Linked DNA regions of Sus scrofa: all the other regions are linked to region 1. The links are chromatin contacts, called in public Hi-C and promoter capture Hi-C maps. All regions are on one chromosome and are shown on one strand. Each heading gives the region's core, a stretch centred on a gene start, on an enhancer-like site or on the middle of the called end of the contact. The rest is flanking DNA. Distances are from core to core; before and after follow the strand shown. Region 1 holds the start of PLPP5 (phospholipid phosphatase 5). Region 2 holds the start of ADGRA2 (adhesion G protein-coupled receptor A2). Region 3 holds the start of TACC1 (transforming acidic coiled-coil-containing protein 1).

Region 1 (3,594 bases), core at 701-3,200:
TTTTAAAACTTATGAAGTAGCGAGCATTGTTTGTATCCTGTTTTGTCTCTTACCCCCTCTGGCGTGGGTGAAAGGGGAGCCCCGCAGGCGGCTCACAGCACGGCCGGATTCAGTGCACATGCTTGGGGAAGAGGCTCCTGCATGAAATACCAGCAGCACTTACACAAGGATTCCCTGTGTCTGTTCTTTCTTTTGTCATTTTGTCAACCCTATCCCCAAGCACCTTTTCTTTCCTTTTCATTATACGCCTGTGTAGGGAAAAAAACAGAAATTTGCACTTAATGTTACACTCCTGAAATGCTGGGTGTGTGTAGCCTGTGTGTTTCAAGCCTATTTCCGTTCTTTCCTCTTTCAGTCCATTGCTTAAGTGACAAGTTCAGATGCTTGTGGCACTTAATGTATGAAGGGGAGAGGAAGAGAATTACCTTCCTTTGGTAGCCTCTCCAAGTCATTAACATGTAAGAAAAAAAGGGAAAAGATGAATAGTTGCCAAAGTCATTTCTTCGGTCCTTAGTTTGCCTGTGTGGCATCAGTGCATCTGCTCATTGGCCAGAAAGCGCCCTGGGGCCCGAGCTCCTATCCCGACCTCCACAGAGCTCCGCTGTGTGCGGGTGGCTCTCCGTATCCAGCAGATTACCTCGGTGAGGGATTTATGTGGTATCCTTGACAGTTTAGAAGTGGACTGGATAAAATTCACTTTTACTTTGTTGTCACTAATACTGCTCTTTATCTCATTGTGCTGTCACATACCCTTTGTCAAAAAAGAAAATCACATTGCCACCAATAACCACGATGCTAAGTGAAGATTATAACTGGCTAATAAGGTTCTTTTTATATACAAGGGTGTGTGCAAAATTGGAATTGATATGAGAAATTCATTTGTATCCACTTGTGATATTGCACAACAAACACAGATACCTACAGATTCTGTTTTCATTTCCTCGTGATCTTTATCTATAATGACCTTTGTAGATTGGTTATTTCTGTACTTTATCTGTAATAAACTTTGTAGATCCTGTGAAATGTTATTTTGCCTAAATCACTTGAGACTTGAGTCTTTAATAACAAAGCATCAATATTCACTAAAGTCAATCTCTTTTGAGTTTCTGTGACTTGGCTAGAAGCTCCTGACACTAAGGGATTGGTGTTCATTCTCCCTGGGGGGTTCACTAGGGCATTACTGTATAATGACTTGATGTTGCCACATAGACTTCAAGATATATGATATTTTGGGGATTTTGTTGATTGGCCTATGTTTTATTGCATAGTGTGAAATGTGTAAAGCTTGGTTAACCTGTATATAGATAGCTTATTGTTGACCAGTTATAGTATATTTAGGATTGCTTGTAATATTTAAGCTTCTTACTACTGTGCGTGCTGGTAGGAACATATAATTTTTGTATATTTACTGAGATGTTGCCCTTTTTTATTTTACAAATACTTTGGAATTCAAATGTGTTTTTTGCTTCCGTGAGGATTAATTTGGAAAGGTTTTTAATGACATTCCACTGATTTCAGATTTTGCTTGGAGACCGACTTAAATAAATTGTCCTGTATGTTCCAAATTAAACATGTGGACTTATTCATTGCCTGTAAGTTCTTGCTGCAACTCAATGGGCAAGAGGCCATTCTGGGCCGGGGCGGGGAGTGAGGGGGTTGAAACACCCAGAAAGTCCAGCCCAGCCAGCAAGGCCTACAGCCGGCGGCTCCCGAGCGGTGTACGGAGGGAGCCACGTGCTAATGTGCTACGCTGCTAAGACACTTGGATCCGGAAACGTGGGGTCTGCGTGGCTTCCACGGAGGGAAGGCCCGGGCCTCTGCAAAGTACTAAGTCTGGAAACCACGAGGTGACGGGAGGGGGACGAATGCCAGTGGCGATTCTTCACTTCCGCCCCTCCCTCTCCCACGCCCCGCCCCGCCTTGCTCCGCCCCTGACACCGGGTGCAGCTTCGCTGCCACCACCCCAGCACCTTCCTCTCTGCAGCCACGTCAGCCGCATCCAGTGATGGGGAAAGTGGCGGCAGCGGCCTTGGGGGCCGAGGTGGGCGTGCGGATCGCGCTGTTTGCGGCCTTCCTGTAAGGACTTGGGTTCGGACCCCCGGAGACCAGCCCCGCAACCCCCGGCCGCCCGGTGGAGAGCAGATCCGCCTCCCCTCCAGGCTCCGCCCGCTTCCGGGAAGCTGCCGACGCGCCTGCACCTTTGTGTTCCCCCTTTAGGGTAACAGAGCTGCTCCCGCCCTTTCAGAGGCTCATCCAACCCGAGGAGATGTGGCTTTATCGGAATCCGTACTTTGAAGCAGAGTATTTCCCTACCAAGCCGATGTTTGTGCGTGAGAACCAGCCTTCCTTTTGACCTTCGTTCGAGTTTAATGTTGGGAAGTGGGAGGGGCTCATCCTGTCTCCAAAATGACCTTTGTTGATGTGCTAAAACTTTGTATTTAAGATCCGGATTTACAGAACAAGGTGCCCATCCACTCTGGCTCAAGATACGGGTTCTGAGGACGCTTTAGGGCGCCCGGGGTAACTGGTCATTTAGTATACGGGTGATGGGTGCTCCTGGTGGTACTGTGTGCCCAGTTTAGCGCAGACAGACACTGGACACTGCATTTGCAGGGTAACAGGTCTAACAGGTGAGCTGTGCCTTCACTTCCGTCCTTCTCTTGTAGGAGCTATTTTCATACTTGTGGGAAGTTTTATGTGCGATTTTATCTTTTGTATTTTAACCCCTGACATATTCTGGTTCAGGTTATTGCATTTCTCTCTCCGCTGTCTCTGATCCTCCTGGCCAAATGTCTCAAGAAGGCAGACACAGCAGACAGCCAACAAGCCTGCCTGGGTAAGAGCCAGCCCTCCTGGCTGGTGTCTCCCTTTAGTGCTGAGAGAAGGGTGACGACGGGTTCCCTCACTGGGGTTGCAGTCTCAGTGTGTGGGAGCCACTGACCTGTGTTCCTAAACTAATTCTGTCACCCCTGTACTCCACCTGTGAGAAGAAGTTGGTTCACTGGGTGTGTCTCAGGGCACTGGATTATTTGTCTAGAGTACGGAAGTTGTCTGTGTACCACAACAGAGTGGTCACCGAGGGCCAGAATTTTCTTTTTTTTCCTCTTTAGGGCCACACCTGCTGCATATGGAAGTTCCTAGGCTAGGGGTCAAATCAGAGCTGCAGCTGCCAGCCTACACCACAGCCACAGCAACACCAGATCCTTAACTCGGTGAGTGTGGGACTGAACCCACATCCTCATTTTTAGACTCTGCTTAAAATTCTCGGGGAAAGAGCACAGTGGCCTTAGAGAAAGGTTAGTGTGTGTTTTGCTAGCAACTTTATCTAATAACACTTAGTCTTTTTAGGGCCGCACTTGTGGCATATGGAGGTTCCCAGGCTAGGGGTCTAATTGGAGCTGCACCCAAGGCATTTGGAAGTTCCCAGGCTTGGGATGGAAACAGAGCCGAGCCAGTGGCCTACACCACAGCCACAGCAATGCAGGATCCAAACCGAATCTGTGACCTATACCATAGCTCACAGCAATGCCAGATCCTTAACCCACGGAGCCACAATGAGAATTCCCAGAATTATTCTTATACTCAGCTCTGGGT
Region 2 (3,712 bases), core at 86-2,585, 360 kb after region 1:
CAGATGCGCGCGGGCGGGAGAGGGGCCCGAGAAGAATCGGGACGCTGGGGTCTTGTTCACCCCAGAAGCGCCTGCACCCCGAGGACAGACTTTTTCCGAGCCCACCCTCCCGCCTGCGCTAGAGAGAAGATCTGCAAGCGGGGCTGGCAGGCTTCAGGGTCGAATGGGGCGCCCCCAACTGGAGGAGCCAGGCCCGCGGAGTGAATCGGCGTGCCGCCAGGGACGCGTCCGCGGTGGTAAAGACCACAACCACCTACTGGGCCGCAGGCGTCGAGCTTCCCTGAGCCTTCCCCGAGCCTGCCCACTTCAGGTCCCCGAAGTCCGCAACACCAGCCCCGGCTGGAAACTCAAGGGGCGTGGGCGTCCCGCCAGCGCGCATTCCCCTTCACCTGTGCAGGTGAGTGGGCGTCCGCCTTGCCTCTCTTTGGGACGCCCCCACCCCCACTCCACGCCATGCTCCTTCCTCATTCGACACCCCTGGAGCTCTAATTTTCCCCCTGCTTCTCCAAGCCTCCCTTTTCTTCTTCTGGACCAGGCCTGTCCTAGAGTCTCTGAAGTGTTGGCATCCTCTCGGTCCCCCATTTCTCACCCCTCCCGTCTGGTTTCCTTTCGTCCCCTCGTCGGGGATCGGGCTGGGCTGGCCGAGTTTGGTACTCACAGGGTAACGGTGCTGTTAGGCAGAAGGCCGGGCTCCGGAGGCTCCGGGAGGTCCCCGCCGCCGCACACCACCCTCCTGCGTGCCGGGTTGGATGAGCCGCCGCTTAGCCCCTTGGGCCGCTCCCCCGAGCACTTGCAGCTGCGGATGGGGACCGGGCAGCCGGGCGCGCCCCAGGTCCCGGGCACCAAGAGCAGCAGCCAGGGTAGCAGCTGCAGCAGCAGGCGCGCGGGCGCCGCCCGCATCCTGCGTCCCGCGGTGCCCATCAGCCCATCGCCCCGCGGGGACCGACAGCGCTGGGGCCCGTCTGCGCGCCGGCCAGAGGGATCCGAGAGTGCGGGAGGCGTGCTCAGCGGGGGCCCGGGGCGCCCGAGGGCGGGGCGGGGGGCCCTGGGCGGAGGCAAGCCCCGGGGTCCCCGCCGCCGCGCCCCGGGGGCATGTCCGGCGAGCGCCCCGGCGGGGAGGACGCGGGCGCGGCTGTCAGCGCGGCGCGGGCGGCCCCAGGCGTCGCGGCCCGAGTCTCTGCGCGGTTCTCCCGGGCCGGTTGAGGCCGGACCCCTCCGCGGCGCTTGCTCGCTCTGCGCGGGGCTGGGACCTAGCGGATCGCGCCGGGCTCCTGCCGCCGCCGCCGCCGCCGCCGCCGCCGCCGCTCCGTGCCATGGATGGAGGCAGCTCGGCGCGGCGCCGCTCCCGCCGCCGCCAGCCCCCTCCCTCCCTCCCGAGCGGGCGCCCTCCCCTCGCCAGCTCGTCCGTCCGCGAGGCCCTAGCGCCTCCCGATACGCAGCCAGGCCTCTGCCCTCCTCGGAGCCTGAGCGGGCCAGCCGGCTTGAGGCCCCGCAAGTTCCCTGCACCCGCCTTGAATGTAGACTTTTTCTCACTCCCGCCCCTCTCCCCTGAGGCAGGAATCTTCCTCCTGACAACCCATCTCCGACCTCAAAGCCAACCGCCGTCACTTTTCACAAAATCTTCCCTCACTCATTCCTGTCCAGCCTGCACCCCATATCTCTGGGACTTTCGTTGACCTGCGGGCTTGGCCAGAGATGTCCATGTTTTGGTTTAACTTTGTTCACTGCTCTGGGGTTGCTGAGGCTCGGCTTCCCTTGACCCCTGACCTGATGGGCCAGTCTGGAGGCCGGCACTCACTGCAGGATCGTAGCCAAGTCTTAGGAGGCTCAGACCCTCCTTGCTGCTGGCTGACCTCGCCCAGTGGGGGGTGCATGTCTTTCTGCCTAGGAGGGGTCAAAGGCCAAGGCAGACAGGCTAGATCTGCCACCGCCTACCTTTTCCACATCCACGTGTGTGTTTGGGGGAACAGTGGGAATGGGGGGGATGGAGAAGGGAAAAGCAGGGGTGTGTGCTGGGAGTGGAAAAAGCACTGTACCCAGTCAGGAGGGCCCTTTCTAGGCAGCTCTAAGGACACATGGGGGGGGTAGAATCTTGGGGGTCAAAGTGGGGCCCTGCCTGCCCCCTAGTTTGTGAATGCAAGTTGTTGCCTGAAAACTGGTTAGCGGTGGTGGTGGGAGGGCACTCAGATGGGTTTGAAAATCACCTTGATTCCCAGATAGACTGAAACACAAGCTGGGACAGAGGGACAAATGAAGTGTGGCCCAATGTGTCTGCTTCTTGTCTTCCCACAGAGGCTGCCTTTTCTGACACTTGCAGGGAGATGCAGGCTGGGGGTGAGGAGTAGAAATGGCACCTTTGCTGTGGAGATGAGGCTACCAGGGTTGAGGGGTTCCTGGGCAGAGCTCCTTTTCCCATCCTTCGCTGGGCCACCGAATCGGCCACTGTAGTGACCGTCACCGTCTTTGTGTGCCCTTGGCTCTGCTGGTGTATGTGGCACCTTTCCTAGTACAGTGGCATATCAGCTGGGTCCCCCACCCCCTTTGCTGGGAATGGCTTCTTTCCCTCACATGAGCGGCAGATGCCAGGCCCAGACACTGGCTCCTTCTGGCTCCACAGGTCTGTCCCAGTTGCAGGCTCTGGTTCCTTCAACTTCCAAAGATAAATAAATAGTGACTGCAAATGGAGGAAGGGAGAAGACGGGCCTCCCTCAGCAGGAGCCCTCTGCAGGGCTGGCAGGGGCCGGGCTTGCATTCCTAGGAAGGGTCGTCACAGAGCCACGGCCCAGGGCAGGCCTGCCACCCAATCCTCTGGTTCACAGGCCAGGGAACTTCTCAGAGACCAGAGCAGAGGAGGCCTCTGGCCTGGGTCACACAGTCTTTCTGTCATTTCTGTTTTTTTTTTTTTTTTTGCTAAGTGAAGGCACTCAGAGGCTGGAAAGGAATTCCACTGCAACATCCACTCTCTGAGGCTGACATTTAATGAGGCGATGCTTTCCCACAGGTGGGAATGAGGTGGAGACATTTCCAGGACGCTGTCCTGTCCTGTTGATCATCACTTTTGGCCTCTATACTCACTCAGGAAGATGAGTGGAGCTCGAGTGACTTTCCATTTTACAAGTATGGTGAGGAAACAATGTCTGAGGTGTAAAGAGCCAGCGCTGGGAACTTAAATTTTTTTTTTAAATTTAATTTTACTGAAGTATAGTTGATTTATAATATTGTGTTAATTTCTGCGGTACAACAAAAATTCCTCATATGTTGTATATATTCATATTTATAAATATTCTTCTTCCTATTCTTTTCCATTATGGTTTATCACAGATCATTGAATATAGTACCCTGTGCTATATGGTAGGATCTTGTTTTCCAATTCTTTTTTTTTTTTTTAAGGGCCACACCCACGGCATAAGGAAGTTCCCAGGCTAGGGATGGAATTGGAGCTGCAACTGCTGGCCTACATCTCAGCCACAGCAATGCCGGGTCCCAAGATCCAAGCTGAGGCTGCAACCTACACCAGAGCTCATGGCAATTCCAGATTCTTAACCCACCAAGCTAGGCCAGTGATCAAACCCGCATCCTCATGGATACTAGTTGGGTTTATTTTTTGCTGAGCCACAATGGGAACTCTCCGATACCTTTTTTTTTTAATTATTATTATTATTTTTAATTGTTATTTCCCCAATACAAATTTCTTCTACTGTACAGCATGGTG
Region 3 (3,235 bases), core at 545-3,044, 380 kb before region 1:
CATCTCTCGATGACTTATAAAAGCTAATACATGTGAATAGTTGTAAATACAAATGTAAATGCTATGTCAATAATTGCAGGGCAAATTCAAGTTTTGCTTTTTGGAAATTTTGGAATTTTATTTTACTTTATTTTCTTGGTCCAAAGTTGGTCAAATCCATGATTGCAGATCTGTATATGAGAGGAACCCAGCCCTGAAGGAGCTTAGAGTCAACCGAGCTGGCAGCTACAGGCCTGCACCTGCTGGTATATGAATGCTAATGTCCCTTGTTAAGGCACAAACCCTGACATGGCACTATGGCTACCTCCTACAGAACCCTGAGGGTTTTCAGCTCTACATTTGTACTTCACACTGCCAGGGTTGGGAAGATCTGTCAACATTGTTCGCCTGCTTCAGTAAAATAATCTTTTAAAATTCATTTATCTCTTACAACACGTCTGTGAGCTGGGGTTATTATTGTCTCATTTGACAGATGAGGAAACGGGCTGAGGACATTCACCTTGTCTGAAGTCACGCAGCTGGAGAATATGGGGACCGAGAGTCAAACCCCCACCTTGGTTTGGAGCAGGGCAGCCTGGCCTCAGTACAGATCCCTCCTCTGCATTTATTAGGTGTGTCTCCAGCCTCAGTTTCCCCATCTGTAAAATGGGGATGATGATGATAATACCCACCACCTTTAGAATGGTGCCGGCACACAGTCTGTGCTCAACAAGAGTTAGTTGCTATCTTAAGATCACCAAGAAATAGATTACGACTCATGCATCCCATCCATTCTCTCATTTGTTTAGCTTGTTAGAGAACAGTACAGCAAGGTGATAGGTGCATAAGGAGCAAAATGTGTGCTCTAGAGAAGGACCATTGGAGTTCAGAGAAGGGGCATTTGAAATGGTTCGTTTATGATAAAAATCTGAGTACTTGTGCAGAAGCCATGCTGCATTCTCTGTATCAGTTCAGTGTCAGCAGGTGCTGCCAAGGCTAGCCTCTCAGGGACGAACTGCTGGGGCATGTCCCTAATGATGGCGAGGGCCACATGCAGCCTTCAGGGTTGACCAGTTAGCTCCGCCACAGACGTGGATGTCTCCAAGGGCACCTGGGCTCTGCCCATAAAGGCGTAGCATTGAGCTCCAGTCTCACATCCCCACACCTGAGAAACAGCTCAAGGTGTGTATTCCCATGATGCGGGGAGGAGGAGGGAGTTTGGTGGGCAGGACACAGGTCCTGGGAAACAGCTGGACCACAGCTCACCAAGGTGAAAATGCCTTTTCCTTCTGCATCCATTTGGATCACTTCTCTCTGAATCTACTCAGAGCTGAAGGTATTTACAAATGCTCCTTGACTCCTTGCCCACCAAAAGAAAAGGAAAAAGAAAAAGAAACAAAGAAGTCAGGGAATTCCCAGAATTCTACCCTAACACTTCTACATCAGAAGGCAAACAAGAGGTAGTGCTTCCAGAGACCCAAGAATTAAAGTTAAAATTGGAAAGAAAGAGAGGAAAGAAATGCCTGACGTCCCTGGCGTCCACTCACCCACAGCACTGTCCCATCGTCAAGAAAACGCCCCCAGCCCGAGCTTAAAGGTCAAGGGCTCTGCTTTGCTCCGTAAGTGTCAGACAACCCAAGCACACGCAGCCCCCGTTCCTACCTCGTAGGCGGTGGTCCCCGGGTCTCCTCTCTCCCATTGGCACCACCTGCTACAGTGGCTCCATCACCTCTGCTGGGAAGCTGACGCCCCTGATCAGGGAGCGGTTCCGAGAAAGGAAGGGGAGGGCAGGCTCTGAGATCACCGACGTGGGGAGGGGTGGGTCTCCGAACCAAACACTTGGTTCTAGGGAAAAGGATGTTTTGTAAAGTTTTGGCTTGAACGTTCAGGGGCAGAACAGGAAATGTCCACTGGGTCTGGGAGCCCCACGGAGAAATCGCTGCAGCCTCCTAGCTCTCTGATCTGTGGTCCCATCTGGAATTTAAAGCTCCTCTGTTTGAAGCCTGGTGCCTTTTCCCCCCTTCCTCTTTTCCTCCAGCACTATTTTTTTTCCTCCTTAATGTAACGTCAGCTTCGTTCCTCACAAGCTGGAAAATTTTTCCTCGGCCTAAACTTGGCTCAGGAATACTCTCCCCTTGTGAGAGAATTTCTCCTGTTACACAGTTCAGATTAAAAAAAAAAAAAAAAAAAAAGAGAGAGAGAGAGAGATTTGTTTTGCCAGCTTTTGTACTAGAAACATTTTTGATGGATCACTCCCCACCCCCACCCCCAACCTCTGGATTCCAAGAAATATACACACCCACATCCCTCTTGGCTGTTTGTCTTGTTTGTTTTTTTCTTTTTTTGGCATATGGAGTTCCTGGGCCAGGGCTCAGATGCCAGCCGCAGTTGTGACCCACATCATAGCTGTGGCAATGCTGGATCCTTTAATCCACTGTGACTGGCTGGGGATGAACCCATGTCCTGGCACTGCAGAGACACCATCCACCCTGTTGTGCCACAGCAGGAACTCCTTGACTGGTTTGTTTGTTTGTTTTTCTTCTCCCTCTTCTAATTGGAAAATAATAACAGAGTTCCCTGGTGGCTCAGCAGGTTAAGGATCTGGCGTTGCCACTGTTGTGGCACAGGTTTGATCCCTGGCCTGGAAACTTCCATTGTTGTGGGAGGGGGCAAAAAAAGACAAAAATAATAATAATTGATAAAGATGGCAGTGAAAATGTCCTGTGGGTTCATAGAGTCCTGCCTGGGGCCAGCCTTCCCCACGTGCACACCTCTACCCACAGTGTAGGGCATGTGCTGCATGGCAGGGAGGGGAATTGATGATTTTCCTGGCCCTCTCCAGTTCTAGGTCTTTCCATGATGGAAGCGCAGGAATTGGCTATCACAAATGGGATCCAGTTCCCACTACAAACTGCCTCCTCAGCCCCCAGAAATGAAGCAGGAAGATTCCTCATTGTGATTCTTGGAGATGCTGAGTTGGAGGTACAGGAGGTGCAAGGGGATCCTGATTCAGTTGTTGCTGATGGCCTGGTAAGTGGCTTGTCTGTGAACTATCAAATGCAATGAAACTTGGGATCCTCATGGACCCCTGCAATAAAACTCAGTGGTTTTCACAGTTCTAACTGGAAAATTTGTCCACAAACAGGGAATTAGAACATCTCTGTTCTATTTATTAAAGGAAGGTGAATAATAAACAAATTAATAGTGTACACAAGATTACAAGAAAAAAGGTTTCATGCCAATTCATTAGGTTAGA

Evidence for each region. Promoter capture Hi-C pulls out the DNA fragments that hold promoters and counts their contacts. Hi-C and Micro-C count contacts between places; a contact is called where the count stands out from the background.
Region 2: a promoter capture Hi-C map of liver shows a contact between it and region 1, with 2.4 times the contacts expected there. The contact joins the promoter of ADGRA2 here to the promoter of PLPP5 in region 1. A contact is called at or near these places in 3 of 5 promoter capture datasets (fetal liver, fetal skeletal muscle and liver) and 11 of 47 Hi-C or Micro-C datasets (differentiating spermatogonia, embryonic fibroblasts, epiblast stem cells and 8 more).
Region 3: a Hi-C map of subcutaneous adipose tissue shows a contact between it and region 1, with 2.8 times the contacts expected there. The contact joins the promoter of TACC1 here to the promoter of PLPP5 in region 1. A contact is called at or near these places in 4 of 5 promoter capture datasets (fetal liver, fetal skeletal muscle, liver and 1 more), 18 of 47 Hi-C or Micro-C datasets (alveolar macrophages, brain, embryonic fibroblasts and 11 more) and 1 of 2 datasets of contacts at active chromatin or transcription factors (skeletal muscle).

Annotation. Positions count from the first base shown.
Region 1 is chr15:48,244,104-48,247,697 of Sscrofa11.1, forward strand. It overlaps PLPP5 (phospholipid phosphatase 5), which reads left to right and starts at 1,951. Exons shown (of 8, transcript XM_005671771.3): 1 at 1,951-2,076; 2 at 2,218-2,326; 3 at 2,746-2,836. The coding sequence starts at 2,006. NSD3 (histone-lysine N-methyltransferase NSD3) reads left to right here. Exons shown (of 24, transcript XM_021075908.1): 24 at 1-1,570. The region is part of intron 15 of DDHD2 (phospholipase DDHD2); the gene reads right to left.
Region 2 is chr15:48,609,699-48,613,410 of Sscrofa11.1, forward strand. ADGRA2 (adhesion G protein-coupled receptor A2) reads right to left here and starts at 1,336. Exons shown (of 20, transcript XM_003133366.4): 1 at 659-1,336. The coding sequence starts at 921.
Region 3 is chr15:47,859,310-47,862,544 of Sscrofa11.1, forward strand. It overlaps TACC1 (transforming acidic coiled-coil-containing protein 1), which reads right to left and starts at 1,795. Exons shown (of 15, transcript XM_021075676.1): 1 at 1,642-1,795. The coding sequence starts at 1,678. It overlaps LOC106506224 (a long non-coding RNA gene), which reads left to right and starts at 2,460. Exons shown (of 4, transcript XR_001301395.2): 1 at 2,460-2,499; 2 at 2,822-3,009.